Linked DNA regions of Ovis aries: region 2 is linked to region 1. A link is a contact called in public Hi-C data. All regions are on one chromosome and are shown on one strand. Each heading gives the region's core, a stretch centred on a gene start, on an enhancer-like site or on the middle of the called end of the contact. The rest is flanking DNA. Distances are from core to core; before and after follow the strand shown.

The links. Hi-C and Micro-C count contacts between places; a contact is called where the count stands out from the background.
Region 2: a Hi-C map of muscle shows a contact between it and region 1, with 9 times the contacts expected there. The contact joins two enhancer-like sites. A contact is called at or near these places in 13 of 16 Hi-C or Micro-C datasets (blood, liver, mesenteric adipose tissue and 5 more).

What each region holds. Positions count from the first base shown.
Region 1 is chr2:245,199,572-245,202,271 of ARS-UI_Ramb_v3.0, reverse strand. No RefSeq gene overlaps it. Among named protein-coding and RNA genes, the nearest start is that of EIF4G3, 14 kb to the left of the region's middle. Within about 2 kb of position 1,376, at least 2 of the 54 cell types and tissues checked have an H3K27ac peak or open chromatin away from gene starts, as enhancers often do. A contact at or near this core is called in muscle, where this site is marked.
Region 2 is chr2:245,408,404-245,411,103 of ARS-UI_Ramb_v3.0, reverse strand. EIF4G3 (eukaryotic translation initiation factor 4 gamma 3) reads right to left here. Exons shown (of 38, transcript XM_060410690.1): 9 at 1-17. Among named protein-coding and RNA genes, the nearest start is that of HP1BP3, 180 kb to the left of the region's middle. Within about 2 kb of position 1,338, at least 3 of the 54 cell types and tissues checked have an H3K27ac peak or open chromatin away from gene starts, as enhancers often do. A contact at or near this core is called in muscle, where this site is marked.

The DNA of each region.
Region 1 (2,700 bases), core at 127-2,626:
GGCTACTGGGCCTGGCCTAGTGAGAGGTCTCTAGAACCCGCCTGGCAGGCCACCAGCATGCTCTAAACCAAAGGACTTCACAGAGCCACCCACATACCCCATCCTGGATCTGGAAACCCCATCTTTCTATCCTGGGTGGTCCGGATATCCTTCCCCCTGGCCCTTGTCAAGCCTAATGCCATTTTATCATCCTGCCAAGCTTACTGCCTTGGGAAAATCCTGGATTCTGATCTTCCCCCCTATCTAATGACAAGAAGAGGAAGCTGGATTTCCAGATGCCCACAGCTGGCGCCAAGCAGCAGGCTGGCCCCAGTGATCTCCGTGGGAGCCGGCCTGCCAGTGCTCCAGACACCTGGAAAAAGGCTGAGGCACGTTGCTATGCTCTGCCTTTCCCACCAGCGTGAGAATGAAAATAGCAGCGATGTAGAATTAATTCTGCAGATGAACGTTTTTCAGCTTCCCAAATTTGGCAATCACGCTCTTTCCCCCCTCCCCCCTTGTGTGCCTTTGCTTCCACTTGGATAGAGAAGTGGAAGAAGATGCTTGGCTCCCACCCTTCTGCAGGGAACGTGGAGATCAGACAGAAGCCAGGTTCCTCAGCCAAGTACCTAAGGCCCTGTGGCCTCTGACTCAGCAATCTCTGCACCCTCAGTTCCTCCCACTTCTTTACTGACATGCACCTTGAACAGCCAAACACTTTCACGTCTCCAAATCTTTCCAGATGCTGTTTCCTCCACCTGAAGTGTCTCCTGCTCCTGGATTGCCTAGTGAGCTCCTACTTATCCTTTAAAACCCAGCGCAAGTATCATCTTACAGGAGAAACTTTCCTTGACTTGCCTCCTTCCCAGACAAATTTAATTCATCCCCACCTTCTGCTACTTTTGTGGTGGGACGATCTGTGTGTGTGTGTGTATGTGTGTGTGTGTGTGTGATTCTATCATGCTGCATGCATAAGGGACTGATGTAGCATGGTACCTGGCACGTAATAAGTATTCAACAAATGTTAGCTTATTTACCTTTTCTATGAAGCTGGAAATGGCTTGGAGAGAGGAGGTGAATCCTAACGGTACCACAGCCTGCTTTCTGAACATGAAGAAAATAGAAACCTCTTTCATTTCATGCTGTAGCATGGCCAGCTTTCAGCTTTGGCCAAAAGCACTAAGTGATATCCTTGACCTTCTCAAGTCCTTGAATAAATGTAAAACACGCACATCAGTTATCAGCCCAGGCCCAGCGGTCTCATCCACACCCACAGCTCCCTGGATATCTCACACAGGTACTTACTTGGATCATGGCTATTCACGGCTAGAAGGTAAGCTCCCCAGGGCAGGGTCAGTGACTCGCTTTCACTGCTGCACGCCCCGGAGCCTGGCAGTAGGTGGCGCTCTGGAAATAGTTGAGGGGTGGATGCTGGTTGAGTTACGGAATGTAACCCTACCCTGGCAGATTTGAGAGAGCACCTCGATCTGGGCAGGTCTGAGTCCTCTGCCTTAAAAGGGTTTCCTAGAATGGCTTTCCCCGTTCTCAGCAAAACACCTGAACACTTCTTTGGCACTATAGCTGAGAAATGTAAGAGAAGTGCCCAGGGCAGTGCTATCTTACTCCTGGAGCATAGGGCTTGGACTTTGGAAAATATAGGTCTTAGCTCAAATCTCAGTTCTGAGACCTTAGCCAGTCACTTCACCTAGCCGGACCTTGACTCCTGTCATCTGTATAAAGGGGATCCTAGTAGTTCCAATGGGCTGGCAAAGTTCTGAGGTAGAAAGATGTAGCTCAGGGCTGAACACATCAATAAAAGAGGACCCTCAGGATTTCCCTGGTGGTCCAGTGGTTATGACACCAAGCTTCCACTGCAGGGGCACTGGTTTGATCCCTGGTTGGGGAAGTTCCACCTGCCTCGAGGTGCAGCCATGGAAAATAAAGGAAGATCCTGTTTCCTATTACTTTAACTCTTCTTATCTCTCAGCTGGAGCTGTTGGGGAAGGGAGAGTCCACGTGACTGTGCAGAATCCTAGCTCACGGACCAGAAAGGCTCAGGTGCCAAAACCAATTTGCTTGGGTTCAAATCTCATTAGCTGTGTGATCCTGGGCAAGACATTTAACCTCTCTATACCTCACGTTCTTTAGCAGAGTACTCTACTACTCTGTAGTAGAGTAATGATATGATAACTTTCTCATAGACTTTATAATATAAAGAACCAGAGCAGTGCCTGGTAAGCTCTCATGGCACCAAAACACAAGCCAGCTCCTGCATTTAGAGTGAAGGTAATGTCTGCATCCCATGGACAGAGGAGCCTGGAGGGCTACGGTCCAAAGGGTCGCAAAGAGTTGGAGATGACTTAGGGACTAAACACACGTCTGCAGAGATTCGATTTGTTCATCTCATGGCCCCCTAGGAAGGGGGTCTGCCCCTGTGACTTGGGGTTTGCACCAGGACTTGCATCTTTGGGCTGCCATTCCTGGTGGCCTCTCCCCTCAAATCCTGGCCTGGATTGAGAGGAACCTCTGGCTGCAGAGAGGGCTCCAGCGGCTGGAGCAGTGGGTAGAACCCTGACCCTGGAGTCAGCCTTCAGACTGGATTTGACTCTCACAGCTTTACCACTTCCTGGCTCGGCCCCTATTTCTCTCCATCCCAGTTTCCTGCTAAGAACCACAGTGTCTGTCTGACAGGCTGGATGGAGGATTACAGGAGATAAGGTA
Region 2 (2,700 bases), core at 89-2,588, 210 kb before region 1:
ATGGGTCTGAATCCTCCCTTCAATTATGAAGCAAGAAAGCAGCGGGAAACAGAAAGAAAGCCAATGGAAAAGCTTACAGGTCAGTAAAGGGGCAGGACATAGCATGCAGCTCAGCAAAAACATCTTTCTATTCAGTAACCATAGGAGGAGAAGGAAGATTAGACAGCCAGAATGACAGTTCTCCACTTGAGAATTCAAGGGCACATGGAACTGAAGAATCAAGTGACATTCAATCCAAGTAAATAAATCCAGAGGCAGAAATATTCTAATAGTATAGCCACAAGTCTTAACAGCTTGGAAGGAAATGTCTGCTTAGCGGACAAGCACAGCTAGAACTACTGAGGACTACTCCTGGCTCTCATGGACTCCCATGATATGATGCAACATTAGTTATTTAGCTAAGACCTACTTTTCATCTTGAGTAGAGATGAGCGTTAACAGCAGGAGTGCCATTTGGTTACTTTCAAGTTTGAGAAAGTCCTAAGAAATACCTAAACTTGTCAACTTTTACCTGACTCCTTATGACAGAAACTTGCTCTTTTCAACTAACTAGGTATGTAAGAGGCCACCTACAGGTTTAAAATGGGAAATACAGTAGTAGTCTAAAAATGTTCAGCTCCAAAATCTCCCGAGTTGTCTTAGGATTCCAGATGTGAGTGTTGCTACTGGTCCTAATAAAGGCAAGTTTGACCTCTGGGCCTGCTCAGGTTTCATCATGTCCTACTCTTGAGTATCAAGCTACCCACAGGTAGTAGGAAGTAACTTTTCATCTTGTGTTGAACTGGAAGACCTGGGATCCAGTGCCCAAGGCTCATCCGCATTCAGCCCTCATATCCCAGGGCAAAGAAAACCCTAAAGAGAATAAGGCACAGACAAGGAACAGACAGGAAGGTACAGAAGGAGAATGAAGTGAATGGGGAAAACCAGAGAGCAGTGGGTGAAGATGAAAAGAAAATTCGAGAGGCAAGGGTGATAATACAGGAGGAGCCTGGGCTGGATTACAGAGACAGCAGTCTTCAAATTATCTCTACTGACACAGTTTTGGTGACAGACACAAGAATTTCTGTCAATTAAAATCAGGAACACTGGACTAGTAAACTTTCCATGCTAGACTTCACTTCTCTTAATTACACAGTAGACAGAATCTATTTTTCATCAACAATGTGAGCTGTAAACAAACTTCAGGAATGAACCCAAGTGTTTTTTGTAACGCACTATATGTATCAGGAGCCACAAAGCTGTTACAAGACTCAAGGAGAGCAGGGTCATTCATCTGGCTCAATACACTGAGCACTCCTGAATGTCAGGCACACTGGATACGATTAATTCTGTAAGATTCCCTTCCATGAACTCTAGAGGGCAGCCAAGACAAAGAGAGGATCAAACGGACAGATCCACTGTGGTTATTACCAACTAATTTTGTCAAAGTACTCATTGCCTTTGAAGACACATGGTGCTATGGGGAGGTGAGGGGGCTAGAGGGAGAAAGGAAACTATTCCATTAACTTACGCAGAACAAGAAAAATAGATAGAGGTTCAGTTTTCCCATAATCACTTTTCTTACCACTATCTTCTACCTGTTCTGCTGGAATTTTTAACCAGCCCGTCTAGAATAACTGAGATTACATTTTACTCAAGGAGATTTCTGAACAGGATAAGACTGTTCGCTTTAGCTCTTTTGAAAGAGAAACTAACAAATGTTTCTAATGATACTCTTAATAACATATACCTGAGCCAGTAAAAGACTAAATTTGTGTTTATGTGGACATACAATACACTTTTTTAGAAATAAACTAAGACTTCAGCTTTGAAACTAAAAAAATGCATTACACATGCACACTGAATACCAACAATAAAGATTCATATAGCACTTTCAGTTCCCAGGTACCACTCTCAACACTTTACATACATATTAAGATAATCTTCATTACAAATCTCTAAGGCAGATACTATTATTAACACTACTATTAGATAGATATATGAGGAAATTGAGGGGGATGGGGGGATTAGTAACATCCTAATGGTCTCCCATGTATAATTTGAATATAATCAGGTTCTGAGGCTGTACTTGTAACTGTTACACACTCTACCTCTCATGAAACGGAATATCCTTTGTAATATCAAACGTGATACGTCAGTCAGAAGAATTCTTTCAAAAGCTGAAGGCATATGCCAGGACATTTATCAAACTATACTAACAGGTAGCACATCAATCAAAATTGATTACTGGTAACAAAAACACCCCATCAATCACTTCATGAAAACTCATGTATATCAGTCAGGAAAACAAATTTCTTCTTCCTACAAGACCCCTTAATTCTCTATTTCCTTCAGAGTTAGTGAAACTTGTTCATACATTTTTTCTTATCCCTGGTACATTTAACAGGCCTACATTTACTCAACTTTATTGCACTAAGATTTTTACAATGACAGGCTACTTGGATCTTGTTTCTTCTTTAAAAAAAAAAAAACACATCTCTCTGTCTGTCTCTCTATCTCTCTCACACACACACAGAGGAAAAGGTATAATGGCTGGACATGCAAAGAAATAAAAAGATATGGATTCTCTTCCCTCTTAACCATTCAACTGTAAATATAGCATTAGATTTAACACTGGACAGGCATGGCAGCAAACCATAGGTTAGTGAAAAGTGTGGATGTGAACAGGCTTTCCCAAACTGCTTGCAATGCTTCTGAATA